Regions from separate parts of the Zea mays genome. Here regions 1 and 2 are each linked to region 3. Evidence: chromatin contacts called from public Hi-C data. All regions are on one chromosome and are shown on one strand. The core of a region is the stretch at or near the end of the contact, and the rest is flanking DNA. Distances in the headings are between cores, read along the strand shown.

What was found. A called contact is a pair of places that touch in the nucleus more often than the background predicts.
Region 1: a Hi-C map of ear shows a contact between it and region 3, with 3 times the contacts expected there. The contact joins the enhancer-like site here to the promoter of LOC100277465 in region 3. A contact is called at or near these places in 3 of 25 Hi-C or Micro-C datasets (ear and leaf).
Region 2: a Hi-C map of ear shows a contact between it and region 3, with 5 times the contacts expected there. The contact joins the promoter of LOC100273536 here to the promoter of LOC100277465 in region 3. A contact is called at or near these places in 6 of 25 Hi-C or Micro-C datasets (ear, endosperm, leaf and 1 more).

Annotation. Positions count from the first base shown.
Region 1 is chr7:38,910,293-38,915,062 of Zm-B73-REFERENCE-NAM-5.0, forward strand. No RefSeq gene overlaps it. Among protein-coding and RNA genes, the nearest start is that of LOC100273536, 58 kb to the left of the region's middle. Within about 2 kb of position 3,464, at least 17 of the 20 cell types and tissues checked have an H3K27ac peak or open chromatin away from gene starts, as enhancers often do. A contact at or near this core is called in ear and leaf, where this site is marked.
Region 2 is chr7:38,852,964-38,857,447 of Zm-B73-REFERENCE-NAM-5.0, forward strand. It overlaps LOC100273536 (putative protein kinase superfamily protein), which reads right to left and starts at 1,298. Exons shown (of 8, transcript NM_001147954.1): 1 at 1,080-1,298.
Region 3 is chr7:39,227,730-39,232,088 of Zm-B73-REFERENCE-NAM-5.0, forward strand. It overlaps LOC100277465, which reads left to right and starts at 2,461. Exons shown (of 2, transcript NM_001361292.1): 1 at 2,461-4,359. The coding sequence starts at 2,790. It also overlaps the pseudogene LOC103632259.

The DNA.
Region 1 (4,770 bases), core at 2,214-4,713, 320 kb before region 3:
GAAATAATTCAGAGTGCAGAAGATAGTTCTCCTTGCCGAGAGTTGCTCAATCAATGCGGATAACCTTTGGGAGCAAACTCAAATCAATATGAGTAAGAGAACTTTAGAGAGAGGAAAGAGGGGAAACAAATCAAGTGAAGATCAACAAGTGAACACGATGATTTGTTTACCGAGGTTCGGTTGCAAAGAACCTAGTCCCCGTTGAGAAGGCCACAAAGGCCGGGTCTATTCCAACCCTTTCCCTCTCTCAATCGGTCACACAGACCAGTCGAGGCTTCTCCTTAATCACTTGGGTCACTAAGACCCCACAAGGATCACCACACACTTAGGTGTCTCTTGCTAGCTTTACAAATCACTTAGAGAATAAGAATGAGAAGGAGAAAGCAATCCAAGCAACAAGAGCAACAAAAGAACACAAAACACCCTCTCTCAAGTCACTAAGTAATTGAGTTGATTTAGAGGCTTGGAGAGGATTTGATCTATTGATTGTGTCCTGGAGTGTAGCCTTTTGCTCTTGTATTGAATGTTGAGTTCAGAAAACTTGGATCGGCTTGAATGGTGGTGGTTGGGGGGGTATTTATAGCCCCAACCACTATTTTAGCCATTGCTGTTGATGGCACACCGGACAGCCTGGTGGTGCACCGGACATGGCACTACGTGCCAGGTCAGCTGCCTGTTAGGGTTTGGAGCGGTTGACCGTTGAAGTCCTTTGTCTTCTAGCGCACCGGACATGTCCGGTGCGTTCTGACATCGCTGCTCTGACTTCTGACTGCACACTATTCACTTTTGCGTCGACCGTTGCCCGCAGGTGACAATTGCTCTATTGGCTCACCAGACACTGTCCGGTGAATTATAGCGGAGAGGTTCCCTGAGAAACCCAAGAGTGGCCAGTTTGGGAGGTGCTCGGCCTGGGCACCGGATAGTGTCCGGTGCGCCACTAGCAGCACCATTGCTAGTCTTTGCTCCAAACTTGGTTGAGTCCCCAACTTAATTTCTTTCTTGGTTTATGTTGATCCTTATGCACCTGAGATAAAAGACATCTGGGCAAACTAGTTGGTCCACGTGGTTTGTGATGGACGTCAAATACCAAAATCGATTATAGGAAATGTTTTAAGCCCATTTCCCTTTCAGGAATAATGTGCATGAACTCACCAAAGGTGGGAGCTCATGTGAAGTGTAAGGCTGATCAATAAATAATGGTTAAAGCTAAGCATTGCTTTTAATAAGTTGGTCAAGTTTTATTAGCAGTTACTAAATGTAAGTAAATACCAAACCAGGGTAATAATAGATCAAATTAATAATAAACCATAATACGATGCAAATGACAAATTGAATTTAATTCCATAAGTTACTCATGTGAGGGTCCGAGCCACTCATGACCGTGAGCATGACTGATATACCAATTTTACATTCTGCAGAGGTTGCTCATCTTTACCCACAAGTCATGTTACCCAACTGCCAAGGGGTCATGAATTCCATATACCTCTACCAAGGAAGCGAGGCACGATAACACTACGAGGCCTTTACAAAGTTCCACTAACTTTAGAAAACCCGCTACAGTTATAGGAAGCCCCAATGCAGGAATCCCTCATCTGACCGCCATCGCAGCAAAATCAACCCGAGAACCTCCCTACACCGACCACTCCCCTACTGCCCTTGCCACTTTCGGGTAAGGTAGTCATTCACTAGCTTTCCTAATTAGTCAGCCAAGGGCATCCCATACCACCCTTGTGGTAGCACTGTTTTCCTGGGTGGTCGCTCCATGTTCCAATTAACACAATGATCTTATCATGAGCAGTAAATAACATACTGATAATAAAAGCATGATCATGAATAATGTGTATCTCAATAACCAAAACCACATAAAGCAATAGCAGGTACTATCCAAAAGTTCAGTGGTAAACAAGGTATAAGGATAGCCAGACTAGGGTAACCTATTGGGTCCCATCAAAATTAACCTATGCAGATCATAATGACTAATAAGAACATTATTAGGTAAATAGAAGTGATCAAGGGCACAACTTGCTTCAACGAGCTCCTGCTCAACACTCTCCACCTGCTGAACACCTAGATCCTCTATGGCTTGCTCACCTACTCGCAACAATACAAACAATCATAGTATAGCAGAAATTAACATCACATCAAACAATAAAACAAAATGCATGATAATATTCTACGCATCGTAACGAGATCGTAGGAACAAGAATCACTAAAATCGAAGTTACGGTTATCGAGTTACGATTTTCCGAAGTTATTAAGTGCTTGGTATGAGATAAATTAAGTAGATAATTTTAATCTATGTTTCATGACTAAACAAAGTTACTAAGTGATAAACAATATTAATACAAAATTAATGCCACTGGAATAGATCAAAAAGAAATTAAAATGGAATTTCTATGAATTAAACAAGTTCTAGGGTTATTTTTACACTAGAAATAAATTTCTGTGCTAATTATGATTAACTTTAATATTTATGGACCGCAGACATAATTATCCGAGAACACAGGGGCTAACTCATAATTTTCTAGACCTAACTTCAATTATTTCTTCCCTGTCGTGGACAGCGGGTTAGTTTTCCTAAAGGCCAGGGGCTCTTAAGCAAATATCCATCGCAAAGGGGTATCTTGAAGTATCGGCCGCCCGATCTAAGCCGACGGATTAGATTTAAAACGTTGGGATCGCCACGCGGCCATCCATTTACGATCTAACGGTCGACATTACATCCAAGCGAAGGGGTACGCTGAACACAATCTGGATCGCCTGATCACGATCCAACCATCCAGACTCGATTTCGGAGTGAACTAATTGTAGCCGTCTAATGCCGATCCAACGGACCGAGCACGTCTCCTTCCTCGAGACCTGCCACGACCGGGGTAGCAGCGACGCACACAATACTCCGGCGGACCGGCCCGTAGCGTCCCCGCCCGTGGGCTTGCCCGTCACTACGCTACCCGCGGTGGAAGGGATGGGGATCATATGGGCATCTTACCGGACTATGTAGCCAAGACTCCAACGCCGCGCGAAGCTGGTTTCATGAGATCAGCGAGCTCCTCGGGACGCGGTGGTTGACGACGTTGGTCACCGATGTGCTCCAAGGATTGGCTGGTGAAGTCCAGTAGCCCGCGCCAGAGCACCACGGTTCCAGCACCCTCCCCTTTCTCCCTCGGCGCAACCCCGACTGTTCACGGAAGCTCTCTCTCTCCCTCATGATTCTTATGGCGGACAGGGAGGATGGCCACTGGTCGCACAGTTCACGGCGCATGAACTCCCCGGGTCTTATAGAGATTGCCCAAGTCAATTCCTTTTCTAGAAGAATCGCTGTGTTGGTTCGGTCAGCGAGGTTCTCGCGCGGCAGGTGCGGGGGTATTGGGGTCACCCGCAGCCGCGGCCGAGAAGATGACCAGGCCTCTTGGTGATAGGCCGATGGGCCCCGCAAATCAGTGGTACGAGCGCGCGAGGGCGTGCGTGACAAGGCGGTCCCGCATGTCGGCGCTATTTTTTCCCTCCCGGACTAGTCTGGGCCGAAGGATGGAGCTGGGCCGCGCGGTTAGTTTGGTGGGCTGGTTAAGGTGAAGTCGGCCCAAGCACGATTTCTCTTTTTTCTTTTTGTTTTATTTGAATTTCCTTTATCAATTTCAAATCTAGAATTTGAATTTCAAATTTGATTTGCAGATTGCTCATAGATTATATTGCATAATTAAAAGTACCAATTTTGGAGATATATTTATATATTTTTCTTTATATTTTATACTCTTTTTCCTTTTCCTTTCTCTCCTTTTCCCATTTAAACCCTAATTTCAATTTAGGTTTTAATTCAATTTCCTCATTGTTATTTTTTTATTAATAGTGTTGTTATTGTTATTAAATGCACAAACAAATAAACTCCAACATGATGCATGGATTATTTATGTTTTATTAAATGATTATTCACTTTAAATATGTCCCTTAATAATTCTCATGAGTAAAAAGCAAAAAACATAAAGGCTTATCCTACTCCTTTATATTCCAAAAGTTGGGTATTACACTGCGCCACTGGATCGGGAACAGGGAGTGGCCACCGAAATCTTGAATGGATCCTTCCAAACTGGGGGAGCACCAAACCGGGTCCATGCACCACCGGACCGCCACGTGTCGCCTCCTCATGAAGTAGTCGTTGGACACCAGAGCTAGCTATTACCACATAGTCTGGTGCACCACTAGACCGTGTATGGTACCGACCTAGTTATTTTTATAGATAAAATCATGAGAGTCGACCGTTCACGTATGGAGGCAGTCCGGTGAATGGCATACTAGCACAATAAGTCCTTTTCTTTGCAAATTGAATCCATTTTATTTGGACTTTCTGCAAGCTTTCCTACCACTTAGACAAAAATTGTTAGCACATAATTAATCTAACTAAGTGTAGGAAACTCACCTTTTACTTAATCTTTCACCAGGATTTGCAACTTACATAAAAAATCCCAAAATGCACTTTTCTTTTTAGAAGGCGTTAGAGACCAAATACAAATGCTAGAAACATTGTAATAGTCCTATGCAACATGTCAAAAGGTGCAAACCTCATAGATTTACCATTCAAAGTTGTATTTCTAGCCCCTATTTTAGCTCTTTTCGACTTGAAACCTTCAAATTACACAATAGTGAACCTACTGTCATACACTTAGCACATGAGTTAGTCCATGATGGTGTGTTGGACAATTAATCACGAAAACAAGTAGAAATGGCTATCGCATTTCCCTTTTAGTGACTAGGTGATCGTTGAACTAGTCGTTG
Region 2 (4,484 bases), core at 48-2,547, 380 kb before region 3:
GTCCACCAAAAGCTGTTGCGGACTGCCAAACGCCCCAACTTTTCAGCCCACTTCTATAAGAATCGTTAAAAACCGTTCAAAATCAAAATGAACACAGAATCGGTCGAGTAGTAACGATAGTAGGAATCCATCGTTTTCTAGATCCTGAACCCTTTGATCCATTTCATATTTCTCCGCATGTAGGGCCTGTTTGGTTCGCTACCTAACTTGCCACACTTTGCCTAACTTTTCTGCCTAAGGTTAGTTCTTCAATTCGAACGACTAACCTTAGGCAAAGTGTGGCGCAGTTAGACACGAACCAAACAGGCCCGTAATCCCCACGATACTCAGATTCTTCCCACAGCCAGATTCTCTCCACGGCTAGATTCTCAGAAAATATGGTCAGAAAAAAACTGAACCAAACAGGCCCAATAGGTGCCGGCGTACAACTCGTCTGTATTCATCACAAAAATTTAGTACAATCCGTCCATACTCATCAAACAAATTTAGTAAGGCAGTTAGCATGAATGTTTGACCTATTTAATGTGCGAGCTAACAAATTTATTCACATATTAGTAGGCTGATAGCTGTAAGTCTGAGAATAACTTAGCAGGTACCATTTTATTTCTCTTTCCAGAGGGTTTGGAGTTATACATTTCAGATAGCATTCACTATTCAGGTGAGTGAACAAGTGATTGCAGCAATGAGGGTCGCTTTCAGCCAGCCTTTTCAACAAGGGCGTGGAGACCAGTACATCTTGGAACCGTAAGGAGATCCCAAGAAGAAAAAAAAGACGTATAAGATCAAGTTCTTCCGCTATTACCAGGGGCGACCTTTGGTGTTTCCACCAATCCCAAGAGAAAGTTAATAATTTACATGCTGCTACCAGTACAGGTCCACCACACATCAAGCAAGCAAGCAGTCCATGTACCTCGAAGGGGATTGGATTGGAGGACCGTTCACGCATCCGCACCACGAAAGGAAGATTTGGATTCGAGGGCACACAAGCATAGAAATAGATAATCTCTCCAACTGAACTGATCTCAACTCGAAAAAGGAAGCAGTCAATCCGAGGAAGAAAATAGTTAGGGCTTCCTTACCAGCGACCGACGAAACGAGTCGAGGTGCCGTCGGGACCGATGAACGGAGGGATCCTCGCTTAGCGCCGGCACCTACGGAAGCGGAGGTTGAGCAGAAGGTGGAGACGCTGCGGTGCGTGCTTCAGTAGTAAACTGAAGCCTCGGCGAGCCCCCGTGCAGGGCGTGTGTATCGGCGGAAGAAGAGGGGAGAATGGTGCGACCTGTGGGACCACAGCTAGGGATGAAAATGGATGTAAAAAATCTCGTTCCTATCAGCTCCGTTTTCTATACATCGTTCGTCTGTTTTCGGATTTTTGGAAAATATAGATACGAAACAGGTTACGAGTTGAGAGTCTGCGGGAACAAAACAAAAATGAGAAATACTATTTTCCGTTCTGATTGTTGAGATCCTATATTTCATCTGGATATTTCCAAATTTAACGTGAAGATTAAGTCCCACAGCCACAAGGTGTACATTGTAAAGCCGTCACCACTCACCGTTAGGCCCAATGCGACAAGCCTAATAGGCTAAGGAACGGTACACACGTGAAACCCTAAGCCCACTCCCATGTTTGCCAGTTCGGCACGTGGACGCTGTGACGTGGCTCAACATAAGACACCTCCAGGCACCGTCACGCCAACGACCGACTCCGCGACTCACCAACTCACCATTGTCGAGACACGTCGAGCACGGACACGGGACTCCCACTCACCTTCGCTCGCGGCCGCTGTCACACACTTGTGCCATCTCGGCAGCTAGGCCACGCTAGACGTCGGGCCAGCAGTGCAGCACGCAGCACGCAGCACGGCACCGGAACCAGCTCACCATCGACCTTCGCCTTCAGGTAACGACCTCCTCCACACCTCTAGTCCTCCAGTCCATCGAAGAATTAGTAATCACGCGGTCTAGTCGTGGATCAACCTCACACCTTGCTTGCTTCAATTGCTTGCAAGTTCTAACAGCAGCAGACATTTACTTGTTTCAATTGCTTGCTGCTTGGTGCAATGACGCTTGCTGCTTGGCGCAATGATGCTTGTTGGTTGTTGCATCCTACATGCATACATGTTTGCTTCTAAAATTCAGGCATTTGCTTGTTTCAATTTCGTAGCGCTTGCTGCTTCTAAATTTCAAGTATCTGCTCCCAATTCATGGCTGAAGATGACAAACCGTGAAGAAATCTTGCAAATGCCCGATGTCATGGTGAATTGGTGTTTGAATCATTTGCAAATGCTAGATGTCATGAAGACCTTGAAGAACTTTTATTATGTATGTATGTGTGTCAATGTGTGAGTGTGACATGTTTAATGTCTATGTGGACATGTGGTCATATAATCACGTGGACTTATTTTCTCGTTGTTTAGTGGACTGTTGAATTTGAATTTGGACTACGACTACGACACCTTGTGATTATTTGTTTCCAGGTAATTTTTTCGTTGAGGTAATTTCCGTTCGTTTTTCGGTTAATTTTCGACTGTATTGGTTCGTTTCCGTAAACCCGTGTAACTCAGACTCGTTTCCATCCGTGGTTGTTCCGCTCCTGCACCCATTTTCGACAATGAACTGCATGAGCGAAACGGGAGAAGGGTTTTTCCATCCGTTTTCATCGCTAACCACAACGACATTTTTCTTTTCTTCTTCTTTGATTGGATGTGTTAGCTGTAACAAGCTTAGATTAGCCCACATCATTAATATAGCATCCCAACCATGGTTAGGGTTAAAAGTTTCACCCTACAACATGGTATCAGGGCACTGTTTCTGCCTTCTTCCTCTCTCCCTCTCTAAGCTCTAAGCGTCGCCTGCTCCATGGCTAGCGAGCCTCCCATGGCTACGCCAGGCTCCCCCATCCCCCTTTGATGCGACCACCTGGTGAAACCCTTGTCGTGGTTCCCATCTCCCTCGGCGTGTGCCTCCCCTACCCAACCACGTCGACGGTCGGCAAGCGATGCCCCCACTCCACTATCGCGGTTACCCTCTCGCCAGACGTGCAACTCCCTTGCCCAGTCACGTCGGTGGTCGACGCCCCATGCGCCAACTCCCCTGTCGTGCGGATGGTCATGCTCCACTCTCCGGCGGCCGGTGACCCGAGCTACACCTCCCCTGCCTCTATGTCACTCAGCAACGCTCTCACATTGTCAGGTCCTTCCTCCACCGCCTCAAGTCCCCTCTTCTCCCATGGCTGCCACCAGCTTCCTCTTTCTAACTGCTACTGCTCTCTCTCTCTCTCTCTCTCTCTCTCTCTCTCTCTCTCTCTCGTCCATAGAGCATGCCTCCCTCTGCGTCATCGTTCTTCACAGGCCACTGTGTCGCCCCAACACTTGTGCTCTTCTCTTCCCACCTCCCCCTTGATGGTCTCATGCAGCGACGGCGGCCTCGATGCCCATCGTAGTTGCCTCCGCGCCCCAGCATCGTGTGCCCCCAACCATCCACTCTATGAGCATATAGGCCCTAATTTATGTTTTGGTAATTAATGGCAACATGTGTGGACTAACAAATTCTTTAAGGTAACAAGAATGTATGTTGGTCCATGAAAATATGAACTACATCAATGTTGGGGCCTTTCTCGGCCTAAGGTCCTCAAAGCATTGATTTCTCAATAGTTTATAAGTCTGTTTTAGGTGTAACAGAGCGGTCGACAAAGGTCACCTTCGTTTGGAAACAATGTGCAACTAACACACAAACACAAAGACGAACAACGACCTTCAGCTCCATAGTGTGAATGTGTCAACAAAGATAGAAGAAGAAATCCTCAAGGCTTGCTCAAGACGGCTACAAAGGAAATGGTGATAATACCCTTAGTTGATTTTATAGTTCATGTGTATAGGACTGAGGACATGGTTGTAATTTTTACGAAGTTCTATTTCGCCACTATAAATAGAGGTACATTACCACACAAACGAGTACGTGTTCCAGGAGGGAGAAAATCGAATTGTTGCACCTATAAAGCTCGTATTTGCTCCTTTTCACCTTCATGTTGTTTTCTAAGGCCGAAGGTACAATTGTAATCATTATTAATAAGAGGATGAAGAAGAATAGCACTCTCAATATGAGTATTTTAGAACATTTTGTGTTATAATTTCTTCATCTGCAATTTAACTCTTATCCAACCATCTTCTGCCTTCTCCTCTTAATTAACACTTTTGCGGAGAGTTGATTAGGGGGTGAAGAGAAGGTATGTCCATTTGTGTTGCCTTGTTTTTATTTTATTCATGAGTCAAAAATAAGTGACCAACATTGGCGCCCACCTTAGGTGAATTCATGACCTCAACGGAGAACATGATAAGCTTCGACACTTAGTCGTCAAGCTTAAGGAAGCTTATTCTTCCAATTACGAGAGGATCAGGCTTCGAACCAAGCAACAAAAAGCAGAAGAAGGAAGCTCAAAGAAGGGTGCAACATAGAGCCCTACATCTAGGGATGAAAACGGC
Region 3 (4,359 bases), core at 1,211-3,710:
TGCAGCAGACGACGGAGCACGCAGACACCAAGGAGCGGCCGCTGCTGCGGTTCGGGCTAGGAACACGCGGACGCCAAGGGGCGGCCGCCGCTGTGGCTCACCTGTTTGGCTGCTCGGCTGGCAGCTTTTCTAGCCTCGCGTTGTCGTGATCAGGGTGGAACGACCATCGGGCATGAAGGCTTCTGTCTACGCGGGTCGACTCGGCGGCGCCTTAACTTTGGTGGTGCTGAGAGTGACTAATTTTGGTGTTGACAGTGACGGCGCAACATGAACCAGCCGTGCGGCGCGGTACACCTGCACCATGGATCTGTCTCGTTCGCTGATTATATTCCCCTCCAATGATCTTCCATTCTTCCCAGAACTTTTAGGCCACGGATGACGACCAGTCCAATTAATCAGTAACAAAAAAAAGGTTCAGAAGCGACAGTGTTAAGAATCCAGAAGAGAATCAGATGTATTGTTCAGAATAAATACACTACCAAAACCTCCTGAATCAACCAGCGTATGACTACCAGATTTTTGGGACAAGCAAACATATATATAGGCTCAATCCGAAGAGTCATTAAACAAAGCATCAAGAGCGGCAGCACACAAACCGCTGGGTTGCACATGATCACGAACACGCATCACGGGAAACGATTCATTTTCATACATATTTTACTGCCTGCACACTGAACCATCGTCGACATGAAGGTGTTTACCAGCTGCCCGTCCAGAAGGGGCATAATTTATATCAGTTCTATTCTATGTGTGTAAGAAAGAAGTGGCCCAGAGCAACATACGTCAAAATTACTACACGATACATCTGGTAGTATCCCCTTTTGGTCTGCAGGAGATTTCAAAGAACATGTGTGTACACATCGCATTTCATAGAACGACTGTTCACGTGTTTTTGAGCCCAAGGTAGCACTAATCATAAAGCACAGTTGCTCTCAGAGATACAGGTGCATCTTATTCTCTTGTAGTATCACAATTACAGATTGAATAACTGGATCACAATAAAGAGAGCTCACAAGTTGGGTAACTGAGATATAGCACTAGACCACACACTTGGTTACCCATTGCCGGTTATGCCATGTCAGACAATCCACACGAGAAAAATACTGATTTCGACTCAACTGTGCAGGCCCGCCTGACACAACCAGATGCTCTAAGCAAGGGTGTAGTATTCCCTCTCGTGCTGGTCAAAGTCGAGAGCAGCAAGGACATAGATCGCGTAGATGATTCTGGTGACATAACCAAGGATTGTGAGCAGCAGCCAGATGCAGAACTCTATCTGTTAAGAAGATAGAGTTCTCTTGCACCAACCTCAAATACGTGCTTCTGATTGTGTTAAGCGTGTGATTCACACAAACATGTGAAGAGATTATACCTGAACCAGATTATCTTATAGTGCCATGTAATTGCCTTGTGTGTCCCACAAAATTGAGATGTCCATGGGAGAAAAGTAGAATAAGAGGTGCTACTGTAGCATTATGGTACCACTGTTTGATGTTTTGAAAATTTGTAAGTCAACTCTCCTGAGTCTGGAACGATTTAACTTGTGTGCTTTGGACTGATGGCCAAAGTATGCATATGCTGTGTTTGCTGAATTTTTGCCCCCAAGCCCCAATTGGACCATTGCGACCACATTAGAAGGCAGTACATGTATTCAACAGAACATGTGAAGAATGAGTATTGTTTGCATAAATTCGATAGCCATGCCTAGACTTGCTATGCATTGCCACTGTATTTGGCATGCCTAGAACTGCTACACAAAACTTGCTATGTATTTTGTCTAAAAATACTATATCCTTGATATGCTTGCTTGATCTATATTTTTTCTGCTCTTCTATTCTTGTGTGGGTTTATCAAGAATGAGGCAATTAGATAAGAATATATGCTTTGTCAATATTGTCTGAGACTTTGTTAATATTAGAAGGCAGTACATGAATTAAACAAAACCATTGTTTTGTTTATTATGATCTGAACAACTCATTTTATATATGGAGCTCGTGGCAATGGCAGCCCCGCAAAAGGATGATGGAACTCATGGCGTTGAGTGGTGGCGTGCTTAGGCTCGTGATCCTCTGCAACGAGGCACTGTTTCCCACGAGCGTTCCCATCACCATTGCAGTCACGCCACACGTCGCTAGGCCTTGAGCGGTTGGAGGCTCGTCAATTTGTCTTTCGTCGCAACGCACGGGTATATACCTAGTCACTATATAACTATTCGATATGACTTGTTTAATTTTTTAATACATATATAGACAAACAATTGTCAGTGGATTGTCGTGCTAGCAACTTTTAAGCCAGATATTAGCTGTAGCGCATTCAACGCACCGCCGATGATAATATTCATATCAGATTAACCCTGCACGGGTCCCGAGCTACTACTAATCATAATAAATGCCGTTTTTATACGGAATACCAGACCAGTTGTCCGAGGGCCTGCTTGCCAAGTTGTCAGTAACTGTGGAGAGCACGAGAAAGTGGGGCATCTACTTTTTTTAGACTACTGCTCTCGGCCTCCTCTCCGCTCCATTTTCGCAATTCCTTCGAGCTCCGCTCCGGTGAAGGGCGCTCCATTTTGGAGATTTCGCAACCTCTGCCTCGTTCTGCCATTTTTTTTTCTTGCCTGCACCAACGTCATCTAACCAGTCATTAGTTGGTGAAATCCTCCACTCCCCTGCAGACCACGTCAGCCTTCACCTTGCCGTCTCCGTTACGCGCCGCGAGCCCGCGAGCGTTTGGGGAGTTTTGGAGCGGAGGAGGCAAGGGAGGACGGACAGGGAAGTTTGGTTGTGGAAATGGATGTGGTGGAATCCTCGCCGTCGTCGTCGCCGATATCGTCTCCGGCCGGGTCTTCGGAGTCCATAGACCTCAACTTCCTGCCGTTCCTCAAGAGGGAGCCCAAGTCGGAGCCCGCGTCACCAGAGCTCGGGCCCCTGCCGCTGCCTGCGCCCCCAACCCAGACGCCCCAGCAGCAGCATGCAGCGGCTCCGGCTCCTGAGGCCACGGCGCCTCTGTCGCCAGCGACTCCTGACCTCTCGTCCGCTCCGGTGATGGCGCCGCTGCAGTCGCTGCCGCCTAACCTGGACGAGGACGCGCTCCTTCGGGAGTACTACCGCCTCGCGGGCCTCTACCTCTCGTCTGCGAGGTCCGGGGCGATCATCCCAGCGCTAGCTCCGGAGGCGGCCGCACCGGCGGTGGTGCAGTCGGGGTCCGGGTCTGTCGTGAAGAAGCGCCGGCCGCGTTCGTCGGACCTCGTGCGGGTCTCCTCGCTCGGCGTGCAGGACCAGATCTACTTCCGCGACCTCGTGCGCAGGGCGCGCATCACTTTCGAATGCCTCCGCGGGCTTCTACTCAGGGACGACGAGCGCGCCGAGTCCCTCGGCCTTGCGGCCGTCGCCGGGTTCGGCGTTGCCAGGGACCGGCGCCGCGTCCGCGCGGACCTGCGTGCCGCAGCGCTCATGGGGGACCACGACCTCTGGCTCAATCGCGACCGCCGCATCGTCGGGCCGATGCCCGGGATCTCGGTGGGTGACGCTTTCTTCTTCCGCATGGAGCTTTGCGTGCTTGGACTCCATGGCCAGGTGCAGGCCGGAATTGATTATGTCAGTGCAGGGAGGTCTGCATCTGGGGAGCCTATAGCCACATCTATAATTGTATCTGGTGGGTATGAGGATGATGATGATCACGGCGATGTACTTGTGTACACTGGGCATGGCGGCCGTGATCCCAACCTCCACAAGCATTGCGTCGATCAGAAGCTGGAGGGCGGCAATCTTGCCCTCGAGCGCAGCATGGCTTATGGTATTGAGATTCGTGTAATCCGTGCTGTCAAGTCAAGACGAAGCCCTGTTGGTAAGGTTTACTTCTACGATGGCCTCTACAAGGTTGTTGACTACTGGCTCGACCGTGGGAAATCTGGGTTTGGTGTTTATAAGTATAGACTGCTGCGGATTGAGGGCCAAGAACCCATGGGTAGTGTGAATTATCGAGTAGCTGAACAGCTTAAGGTGGATGTGTTTGCTATAAGGCCAACAGGGTATTTGAGCTTTGATATCTCCATGGGCCGTGATACCTTGTCAGTTGCACTCTTCAATGATGTTGATGATGATCAGGACCCACTCTTATTCGAATATCTGGCACGTCCAATATTTCCTACCTCTGCTGTCCAGGGGAAGTTTGCTGAAGGTGGTGGTGGTGGTTGTGATTGTGCTGAGATTTGCTCAATTGGATGTAACTGTGCAGGGAGGAATGGTGGCGAGTTTGCATATGATAGGACTGGAACCCTGCTACGAGGCAAGCCACTGGTATATGAGTGTGGGCCATACTGCAGATGCCCACCTAGTTGCCCCAACAGGGTTAGTCAGA